Regions from separate parts of the Zea mays genome. Here region 2 is linked to region 1. A link is a contact called in public Hi-C data. All regions are on one chromosome and are shown on one strand. The core of a region is the stretch at or near the end of the contact, and the rest is flanking DNA. Distances in the headings are between cores, read along the strand shown. Region 1 holds the start of LOC100382485. Region 2 holds the start of LOC606409 (protein disulfide isomerase).

Region 1 (5,957 bases), core at 1,826-4,325:
GACTGGTGTGTTTGCTTAACTGATATCGCTGTGAACTTGCAGCCGTCGGCGTGATGATTCGCTACATGAACATTATTGTTGTCCCCATTGATTTTTTTTCTTCTTCTTCTTGCGGTTTATGGCAGAAACTTTACTTAGGGGTACAAAAACAGGAGAGCTGTCGCGATTTATCTGATCAGTTTCGCTTTTGCCTTGGCTGGTGGAGCGGTAGTTGCGAACATCTGGGTCTTGGGGTGAAACAGAAGCCTCGACCAAAAAGAAAACCTGGTTGCTTTATGAATGAAATTGTCTAGCCATCGCTTGGTTGCTTTCTGGCAACTGTTGCTAAACTGTTTCTATCGTGAGGCCATGCTTTTCTCAATCGCTGGTGTTTTCTTGTATCATCTGTGAGATAGCAGCCCAGGCATCCTAGAATCCTAAATAGCACAGCAGCAATAACACTGTTTCTATTAGAAATATGTCCCTATATTACTAGGATTTCTATATATTACATGAATAGATTTTATTTTAATAGGTGGGTGCCAGTGGAGCCAACAGCCAGAGTTCCAACCTCCACTCATGCGTAATGTTACTTTATTTCGTATAAAATGGGAAGAACAGAGGCGGGCCCATGGGGTTTTATAGGTATTCATTAAATACTCAAGTTTTAGGTAGTCTATAGTAATTTGTCAATAATGTATTACATAAAATAGTGTTAGAGCACTAATTTCTTTAATCTTTTGAATTTTTAATACCCAATATCAAATGGCTGGAACCGCTTATGAAGGACAAGGATGACGTTCGCCGACCGTGGAACCGTGATTTATATAATAGAGATTTGATTTCAGCGCAATATTTTTTTCATGTGAAATAAGATTTTTTTTGTTGGTTACAACAGCGAAGCTGACAGGCACAAAACATGCACAACCAGTTGCTGCTGTCGAGACCAACCTGCTCTCCATGTCGGTTGCTGCATCCATGTCAAATGCATGCTCTTGTCTTGGCCCTCCACTCCACCTCCGTGTTGCTTCACTCGTGTTGCTTCACTCTGTTTTCTGTTGGTCGATGGCTCGCTGCAGATGGGCACAAGAACAAGACCACGCGCTGAGGTCTCTCAGTCAGGCTCGGCAGCTCAGCTCCGCTGATGAGGCCTCCCTTTAATTCCTTTCTACTCAATTCATCACCCCCCCCCCCCCCCCCCCCCCCCTTTTGCAGTACGTACTGGCGATAAGTACGAGTGTGAGACACGAGCAACAGCTAAGCTGATCGTGTGGCATCTGATGAAGCTGGTTAGCTGGGATCTAATCCAATCATTGCCCAATGATTCAGTCTGCCGGTTAACAACATGAGAATGGCCTTTTGATGTTACCGTTAATAGAGTCATCTTATGGTTGTTCTTGGCGACCAAGCGTTTTTACGGTACGTAAAGAAATCAGCAAAGGTACTAGCACCAATTTTGCCAGAGTTGGTCAGGGTGTCTCCTCGTAGAAATGTAGAATCATTTACAAGCCAGTGCGGCGGATTCTAGCAGTACTTCCCAAGGACGAGGAAGAAGCTCCCTGTCAGTGTCACTGTCACCCGGAGAACCGACTTCAACAAAATTAAGGGGCAGAGAGGTGTACACTGTACTGCTCCTACAGCTGTTCATCGATCATGTGGGGGCGATTAGGCAAGCCGGATTAAGATTAATGATGGATGAGGCAGGGCATTTAGACCACTAATGGCCGGAGATATGGTACTCTCTACTCTGATCGCGGCTTCCTGTTGGTTGCGATGTGTCAGTGACACTGTTCGTTGATCATGGTGTGGTTAGGCGAGCCGGATTAAGATTAGTGATAGATGAGGTAGATCACTAATAATAATAATGCTGAGAGAGAGAGAGAGATGGTACTCTGATCGCGGCCTCTTGTCGGCTGCAATTTTTTTCAGCGTGCTGTTCTGTTCATGAGGCTGGGGGACTTGGATTGGCATCCCATTTTGCGCCACGGAGATGGTGTTGGTGCAACCACCAGAAAAGCTTTGGCCTCATTCTGCAGTTAATGGCCCCTTCATTTCGGTAGGTTCTTGATGGCAAAGGCACATATCTCGTTGCCAGCTGATTGGCATTGCACTCAAGGAATCGTACGGACAGAGCCATTTCGCCACGGCTGAGTTGAGCTCAGGATGGTATCCAGTGTATGTGGCATCCAATTCCTGGCAGTAACTGGAGTTGACCAGTATACATATCAAGTTCCAACAGTTCAAACTGACAAACGTTTCAGACTTCTTCCATGCAGAATTTGGTTCTGCATGCTCTTGTTGATGAACAATGCTGCTGCACTTGGATCATCAAAAGAACAACAAACAATGTATCGGTTTCAGACACAGGTAGTTAGGATAGTGTTATCGATAGCAAGAAAAACGCAACTTTGAAGAGGGACATCAAGTAAACTCTGACAGAGAAACATCAAGTGAACTTAAAACTTGTATAGAGCATTGTACGATCACACACACACACACACTACTATGTTTTGTGTCACTCATCTCATCCGCCACTGATTTCTTGGAACGATCAGATCAGATGAGATCAGATGGGCGCAGTCCTCGGGTTCCTGGACTTGTTGACGAGGAACAGCTTCTTGAGGAGCCTGAGCATCAGCATGAGGCTCCACTTCCGGCGCCGGACCACCCTGCCGTCCTGTGGGTGGTGGGGATGTTTGCCCTTGCAGTGCTTCTCCAGATCGACGACGACCATCTTGTCGTCGTCGTCGAGGTCGAGCCAGCTCATCGCCAACCGTTCCTTGTTGATCACAGGGCTCAGCGGGCACAGCGGCGGCACGCTGGCGAGCTCCTCGTTGAAGTCCTCCCACAGCATGTCCATCTTCTCCTCCTCCTCCTCCTCCTCTTCTTCCTCCTCCCCAGCAACGGTGGCGAGGAACCACCGCGAGGGGGAGCCGCCGAGGCCGAGCTGGTGCGGGGGGAACGCTGATGGAACGAGCTGGCCTCCTGCGTGAAGAGTGGGGAAAGTGAAGTCATCATCCATGCCTGATGCGAGCCTGCAAATGTTTCAGGTGTAGGAGCATGTGTGTGTGTGTGTGTGTGGTGTTGATGTATGTCTCTACTACCGCTACTCCTTTAGCCCCTTAGTATCTCTCTATATATGTGTGTAATTCTACATATGTGGAACACTTGGTCTGTACTGCTGCCATGGATGGTGCAACATCCTCATCTACCTACCTGGAATTGGCTTGTCCGTTGAATTGAAGACGTAGCTTCAGTCATGGAGTTCCAACTTTGAAGACATGGATGACAGAGCAATCACTGTTCTTGGATTAATGCACACTGTTGATCAGCGAAATGACAGGCACTCATGCTGCAAATGATTCACTTGTTCTGCAGGATTTATATGTGCACCCACAAGTTCAGGGGCATGCAGGAGGCTCTTGGGTCTGGCCAACCTAACAGAAGCTGTGAATAAAGGATGCTGCTGGTTGGACCAAACTGCCAGTACATTTTGAGGAAAAGGGTGACTGCTGTCCAATATGGATGGGGATGGGGTGATTGGAAAGCAAAGGGTGGCTGCCTGGAATCCATGAACATGTAGATCAGCAGTGTTTGAGTGGTTCTGGTCTTTTGGAGGGAGAGCAACAGCCCACATGGAATTGCATTCTGATGGCTTTCTGCTGAAGATGCGGTGTTGCTTGGGAGTTGGGAACAAGGGATCTGATCTGCCTGCTGCTCCCTGTCTGGTGTCTGTGTTCCCAAATAGAATGTGTGTTTGGACTATATTTTTTTACTAGATTTATAGAAAATATTGTGAATATTTATATGTCTGATTTCTGAATAAGTTTATCATAAAAATACATTTCATAATTCATCTCAAGATAGTTATTAAGCATTTAATACTTTATTTTATATATTTAATCAAATGTTGAGATCCATTTACTCTTTGAAAAACTAGAATCTTCGTTGCGCATAGAGAGTCATTGTATACTCACTCAGTCCTAATTTATATAATTTGTTTGACTTTCTGAACCAAATTTACTCGGCTCATCTTATTTATTTCTGTTGGAATACGAACCCATGCCCCTAACCAGGGATGGGGAGTAGTATTAATAGACTTAGTAACTGGGCCAGACCCATTACAGTGAGGGGTGAGACGGTAATTACACGGGAAATTCTAGAATCCTAGACGGGTAGTCTAACACCCCCCGCAGTCACAACTCTATCCTGTACAGATGTTGAGACTGGATCGAAAGTCTAAGAATACACTCGATGGTAGTCCCTTGGTGAAGATGTCGGCGAACTGCAGCGTGATGGGGACGCTGAGAACCCGAACGTCACCGGCAGCGACACGCTCGCGGACGAAGTGTAGGTCGATCTCTACGTGCTTCGTGCGCTGATGCTGCACGGGGTTGGTGGAGAGGTAGACCGCACTGACGTTGTCGCAGTAGACGAGAGTGGCGCGCTGAAGAGGACTGTGGAGCTCGTGGAGGAGCTGGCGCAGCCAGGAGGCCTCTGCCACACCGTTGGCCACGGCACGGTACTCGGCCTCAGCGCTGGAGCGAGAGACGACGGGCTGCCTCTTGACGGCCCAAGAGACGAGGTTGGCGCCCAGGAACACGGCGTAGCCGGAGGTGGACCGGCGCGTGTCGGGACAGTCAGCCCAGTCAGCGTCGGTGTAGACCACGAGCTCCGACGTCGGGGATGGGCGGAGTAGGAGGCCGTAGTCGAGGGAGCCGCGGAGGTAGCGCAGAATCCGCTTGAGCGCAGTGAGATGGGGCTCCCGCGGAGTGTGCATATGCAGGCACACCTGCTGGACGGCGTAAGCGATGTCGGGCCTGGAGAACGTGAGGTACTGGAGCGCGCCGGTGAGGCTCTGGTATGACGTCGCGTCGGCGACCGGAGGTCCGTCGTCCTCAGAGAGCTTCGCCTGAGTGTCGACAGGCGTGGAGCAGGGCTTGCAGTCAGACATGCCAGCCCGCTCCAGGATGTCGATGGCGTACTGGCGCTGGTGGAGGAAGAGACCCTGAGGCCGACATTCGGCGGTGATGCCGAGGAAGTGGTGTAGGGGCCCCAGGTCCTTCATCGCGAACTCCCACTGAAGGGCGACGATCGTGCGGTGTAGAAGGTCGTCGGTGGATGCCGTGAGCACAATGTCGTCGACGTAGAGCAGGAGGTAGACGGTGTCGTCGCCGCGCCGATAGATGAACAGGGACGTGTCCGACTTGGCCTCGACGAAGCCGATGGAGGCCAGGTTGGAGGCGAAGCGACTGTACCAAGCCCGTGGCGCCTGCTTGAGGCCGTACAGGGACCTATTCAGCCGGCAAACCAGATCCGGACGGTCAGCGTCGACGAAGCCGGTGGGCTGGCTGCAGTAGACAGTCTCCGTCAGAGTGTCATGGAGGAAGGCATTCTTGACATCGAGCTGATGGATCGCCCAGTCGCGGGAGAGGGCGAGGGAGAGGACGGTGCGAACAGTGGCGAACTTGACGACAGGGCTGAAGGTCTCGTCGTTGTCCACTCTAGGACGCTGGGTGAAGCCCCGAAGGACCCAACGGGCCTTGTAGCGGTCGAGGGAGCCGTCCGAGGTCAGCTTGTGGCGAAATAGCCACTTGCCGGTGACCACGTTGGTGCCTGGTGGACGCGGCACCAGGTCCCAGGTGTGGTTGGCCAAGAGGGCCGCGTACTCCTCCTCCATAGCACGACGCCAATGTGGGTCGGCGAGGGCAGTGCGAACGGAGGAGGGCACCGGGGAAGCGTCGGGTGGAGTGCTAGACGTAGCAGCTGCCAGGATTAGCCGGTCGATGGGGCGGAGAACGCCAGCAGCGCGCCGAGTCACCATCGGGTGGACGTGCCCGGGGTCGCGGTGGATGGCGACCGGGTGGTAAACGGACGACTCGGAGCGAACCGCCGGAACGTCGAGAGCGGCTGGTGGGGCCGGCTCGCGGCAGTGATAGACGACGGCGGGGTCGGCGAACCGGGTCGCGCTCGTCGAC
Region 2 (5,981 bases), core at 2,593-5,092, 130 kb before region 1:
TGACTTGGTTCCCGAGAGCGGCGACTTCGCCGCAGCCGACTCACCGGACACTGTCCGGTGCACCACCGGACAGTCCGGTGATTTATAGCCGTACGCCGCCGTCGAGACCCGAGAGCAGCCTTTTCACCAGAGCCAGTCTGGCGCACCGGACACTGTCTGGTGCACCACCGGACAGTCTGGTGCACCCAGACTGAGCAAAGTCTTGGCTGCTCGAGCCAAGTCTTTTCCAATTGAATTTTCTCTAATTCCAGCACTTAGACAAATATGTTAGTACACAAAAACCAATGTACTAAGTCTAGAATCATACCTTTGCATTGATTTGCATTTTGTCCACCATTTGGCATAGTTTAATACTTAAGTACTTGTGTTGGACACTAAATCACCAAAATACTTAGAAATGGCCCAAGGGCACATTTCCCTTTCAGTGACCCTGACGCCGTCTGCCGATGGATTGGACAGGACACATTAAATGTTGAGAGGGCGCGTCGCCCGTCAGCGTGGTGGCAGGCGGCACATCCTTTCCGCAATAAATGCAAAGAATGCACGGCCGTATGGGCCTTGCGTCAGGCTCGACCCATTGGCTTATGTCACGCGCCACAAGCCACGCGGCTGCGGCGGGTCTCCGCTTGAGCGGGGTGTAGGGCAAGGCCTGGGCACGTGTCGGCACCGGACCCTTGCCTGTGTCGGGGTCCTCTCCGTCCCGGGACCTTGCTAAGGTCCGGACCTCACTCGGGGGGCCTGGGACACGGGGGGGTTCGGCATGCCTTCTTGGGAGTTTAGGACCTGTACGTACAGGGGTCCGGTGTTCCTCTGCGGAGGTCCGGACCCGATAGTGCTTCCTGGGATGTATTATCCTTCCTCGCCACGTAGTGCCCTTAGGCTTGCCCATGTGGTGGGGTCGGGTGCCGCTCTCCGTGTGACCTGGAGGTGTCGTACGGGTGTAGCGTCTTCACACTATAGAAGAGGATACCCCTGTTTTAAGGTACCGACACATTCCTATTAAATTTCTGGGTTCTAAGAGAGTCCTAAAAGTGTAAATGGCATACGAATCTACTAAAAAAGAATAAGAAAAATACGGCAATCACGTTAATACCATTGTCCAGTGAGTGTAAATGCATTTTGGAATCCACAGTCGAATTGAGCAATACCTAATCTGGAGAGCCAAATGCAAAGAATGAGCAAAGCCTGCTAGTACTTTGTTTGTGCATGGCTGGCCTTTTTTCTCTCTCTCTGGTGGTAGAGCAAACGAGAGGGAGAGGCTGGTGTCGTCATTTACAGAACAACAACAAAAAGAAACCGCCTAGCTACTTTATTACCGTTAGTAAGCGAACAAAAATGTACAGCGTCAACCTTTGGTGCGTTGCTAATCTGACAACAAAAAATCATGGGACACTTTTCTTTACAGCACAATATGTAGCAAATACTAGTACATAGTTTTGTCCGGATTTGAGCGCGCACTTTACGAGAATCTCGACTCGCCCTTGATGCGCTTCCATTTCGGCCACCGAATAGAAGTTGAGAATCTATCGGATCTCACCTCCCATATTGAAATGTTACTATGCTCCCAGTCCCCGTGACTTCCCTGCTCGCTTCTCTGTGTTTCTGCGCGTAAAGAATTTCGGTAATCCAAGAACAGAAGAACACTTTATTCGGACTATTTAGTTTCTGCTCGATGAGATTTGATGTTGATTGGCGACTATATGTCTATATATACTATGTATAATAATGGTTAACACGATATTGATGGATCGTCTATTAGGACATGTACAACCCTATTTAATTTTGTCCGGATCGCTCTCAATCCATATGGATTTGGTGGTTTAAATTCAAAGAAAGTCAAATTTCTTAATTTTTTCCAATTTCATCTAATCCATGTGTAATGGAAATAACTGAACAAGATCTTAATATATGATTTTTGGTTGGTTTTAGAGGTTAACCGAAAAAATATAAGAGACTAGCTTCAACTAGAAAAATAGAAGAGCATGTATCTACATGACTCTATAATTTCTGAATTATATTTATGATCTGGAGGCTCAAAGTTATATTATATAGTTTTTTAGCTGCTTTTTATACTTAAAAAATCGATCAAGAGCTCAGAGTTGTACCTACCTCGCTGTCTATGCATGATTAGCTGTCACACACAAGCTGCATCAGCCATCAGGATCAGGTCTCGTGATTCACGAGTTGTGAATCGTGATCGATCCGTATATGCTCGCACGTGAACAGTCAACGACAATATACCTTCTTGTAAAAAAAAAAACAACCCGATAATGTACTATGGGTCTGTTTGGTTGGGCTGTGGCTGTGAAAAAAGTTGCTGTGGGCTGTGAGCTGTGGAAAAAACTGCTGTAGGCTGTGAGTTGTTAAAAAGCTAAAAACTGTTTGATGGAAACCACTAAAAGTCGTTAAAAGTTCTTCGATATATGTTTTCACAGTTTCATCCAAAAGCCACTAAAAGCAGGTCCAGGGGTGCTTTCAGTTTTGCACTGCGAGAAAGTCAGCTTTTAGAAAAAGCTGCTTCCTAAATCCAACCCTTTGGTTGGCTTTTGGCTTTTAGGGGGCAAAAGCCAAAGCCAAAAGCTAAACCAAACACACCCTATATCCACCTTGAAAAGTTAACCATTCAAGGAACCGCATCTTTGTATAAAACACCGTATTTAATTTGACCCTATACTACATATGATGTTGATGTTCACCACGATACTCTCACTGAACTGGTCTATATCTACAAATTACAATCGAGTGGGTAGTATACGGATATATACTTCGCGAATCCATAACTACGAAACAAAACCCAACTCATATTTGTAACCATAAACGTTCGTAGGTATGGATCTGTATTCATACCCGTACCCGCCGGGTATGCACTATCCGGCAGATACCAGTTACCTCCGTCCACTACAACTTTAGCATTCAACACCAAACAACAATTTATCACATTCCAAAAATTATCATTCTAACAGTATGAAATGATAATTTCAACACCAAACAACACGCCATGAATAAAAATTGAAAAATGATAATTTAGGATAATATATTAAATCTGGATGGTCCACATGTTAGATATCCATCAGATAATAGGTGTGGATACTGGATATCCATACCCGTGAAAAAATATCCGCGGATACCTTATTATATCCATAACCGTACCCGTAGATAAAAAATTCCACCATACCCAATCCAATGGATAATGATCCATGATTATTTAATCATACCCGTACACATTGCCATCTCTGTCCTACCGCATCAAATATTTGAATATCAATTGCAAATATTCAATATAGATTTAATTATATTTAATAAATTTGTCTCGTTTGTTTGTACAATTAGTTTTATAAGTACATACTATTATATATATATTATTTAAACATTCATACGAAGTAAACCAAACACCCCCCGCCCCCACGTCGCGCGGCTAATCAGAGGCCGTGGGCATGTCACATCCGTGACGTGGAGTCCCGCGATTGGCCCAGGCCCCGCCCATGTACGTGGCCGCCCGCCACCGTGTACCCGGCGGCGCGTTTAGGAGTTAGGACCGACCGCCCACTGTTTAGCCCCCTTAACTTTTATCAATTACATCCTAAAAAAACAGGCAACGCGGTCTTTTCCTACCCACCGTCTTTAGCGCCTCTTAATGACGCGATTATTCAAGCTATTCGCGATAACCACAGGGACCCAACTGCAAACGTGGCCTGCAAATATCTCGTGACCTGCGCGGGCGGAGGGGACCCGCAGCCCAGGCCCTGGTGGACCCGGGGCGCCAGTCCCAGTCCAGTCCCTCACTGTGGACTCCTCGCGTGCCCCGCCGCCCTTAAATCCCCCGGCAGCAGCGTGCTGCCTCGTGTCTCACCCCTCCGGACGAAATCTGACCCGGGCCACACTCCGCTGCTCCGCCATGGCGATCCGCTCCAAGGCCTGGATCTCGCTGTTGCTCGCGCTGGCCGTCGCGCTCTCCGCCCGGGCGGAGGAGGAGCCCGCCGCCGCCGCGGAGGGCGAGGCCGTGCTCACCCTCGACGTCGACAGCTTCGACGAGGCCGTCGCCAAGCACCCCTTCATGGTCGTCGAGTTCTACGCCCCCTGGTGAGCCCCCAGCTTGACCGATTCTTCTAGCAGTACGGGTAGATCTCGGATCGGGGATTAGGCTGTGGGTATGGAGTGATGCGTGGGCGTTCTTTTCAGATGCTGGACTTGTGCTCGGGTTGTTTTTTTTTCATGTTGTTACGCGGCGTCTGGTGTCTAATTCGCACTGATTTGGTCGCTGTTCTTCGCGTGGATTTGTTTTTGTTTACTGTTCTCTCACGCGCGCGGCAGCTCGAAGTTCCAGGCCAAGACTTTAGACGAGTAGTGCTAGCTGTTGTTTTCGTCGATTCCTTGTTTGGTCTGGTTACTCGATGGCTCAAGGGTGATGAATCGTGGGTTTTGTTCGTTTTCTGCGGTTGGTGTGCTTGATTTGACGTCTGTGCGGTGCCTTTTTTTTGTCATGTTTAAGAATCATGTCCGCACTTAACTGTACTCATGTGCTGTTGCTTCTGTGTGACTACTTTTAGGACACACTTACAAGTTTGAACTTCACTGTTGTCTTACACTCTTACTTCTGTGTGATTACTGTTGCTATCGGTAAATCATCTCTATTAGTTAAATTGTTATAGCTAATGTTGTCAAATCGAACCTGCAGGTGTGGGCACTGCAAGAAACTTGCTCCAGAGGTAATGGATCTCCTACTCTGTAATCACTACCTTTACTTACACATGGGTTGTGTTCTGATTGGTTTAATCCCATAAGCTAAACTGTGTTTTCTTTGATGTTTCAGTATGAGAATGCGGCCAAGGCACTTAGCAAGCATGACCCACCGATTGTTCTCGCTAAGGTTGATGCTAACGAGGAGAAGAACAGGCCGCTTGCTACCAAGTACGAGATCCAAGGGTTCCCAACCATCAAGATATTCAGGGACCAGGGGAAGAACATTCAGGAATACAAGGGCCCTAGGGAGGCTGATGGCATTGTGGATTACTTGAAGAAGCAGGTTGGCCCTGCGTCCAAGGAGATCAAGTCACCAGAAGATGCGACGGCCCTTATCGATGACAAGAAGATCTACATTGTAAGCTTCCAATTCAAAGTTTTCACCTGTTTTTATTCAGTAATCACTTAATCTGTATTATGATGATCAGGCCAACTGATTGTACATAATAATTGCAATTTTACAGGTTGGTATCTTCGCTGAATTCAGCGGCACCGAATTTACAAACTTCATGGAGGTCGCAGAGAAGCTGAGGTCTGACTACGACTTTGGCCACACTTTGCATGCCAACCACCTCCCACGTGGTGATGCAGCAGTGGAACGGCCATTGGTCAGGCTGCTGAAGCCATTTGATGAGCTTGTTGTTGACAGCAAGGTTTTACTCACATTCTTTGTTACATTTTGGCTGTAGTTATTGGAGCGCCCATTTATTTCATACTTGTAATTATGCTTACCATCTATGCAAATATCATGTGAGTTTGTCACTAGTGACACAATGCTGTTACATTGTGCAGGATTTTGATGTCGCTGCACTGATGAAGTTTATTGATGCTAGCACCATCCCTAGAGTTGTCACTTTTGACAAGAACCCTGACAACCACCCATACCTCATGAAATTCTTCCAAAGCTCAGCCCCCAAGGTAAACAACATGTCATTTTTTAATAACTTGGCCATTTGTTGGTTAACATGGCCATTTTTATAACTTCAGTTACTACTGGATATCAACTCATTTGATCACAAGCTACCATGCCTGCATCCAACTTGCTTTAGTGTGCCATAATGCTTCGTTTGGATGTTGATGTTGGAGGGCATGTAATTGAATTGGATTCAATACCAAATCAGCCATGGTGTTGAATGGAATGCAAATCCAATTCTATTGTTTGTATGTCTGTGTCATTGTATTGGAGTTTGGAATCTTAGGAAGGGACTCATTTCAATTTTCTGTATTTGTCCTCTTCTTCC

Evidence for each region. A called contact is a pair of places that touch in the nucleus more often than the background predicts.
Region 2: a contact with region 1 is called in a Hi-C map of leaf, with 3 times the contacts expected there. The contact joins the promoter of LOC606409 here to the promoter of LOC100382485 in region 1. A contact is called at or near these places in 2 of 25 Hi-C or Micro-C datasets (ear and leaf).

Annotation. Positions count from the first base shown.
Region 1 is chr4:16,061,189-16,067,145 of Zm-B73-REFERENCE-NAM-5.0, reverse strand. It overlaps LOC100382485, which reads right to left and starts at 3,075. Exons shown (of 1, transcript NM_001175224.1): 1 at 2,390-3,075. The coding sequence starts at 3,001. The coding sequence ends at 2,546.
Region 2 is chr4:16,196,542-16,202,522 of Zm-B73-REFERENCE-NAM-5.0, reverse strand. LOC606409 (protein disulfide isomerase) reads left to right here and starts at 3,842. Exons shown (of 10, transcript NM_001112284.2): 1 at 3,842-4,080; 2 at 4,676-4,706; 3 at 4,811-5,098; 4 at 5,205-5,393; 5 at 5,533-5,658. The coding sequence starts at 3,896.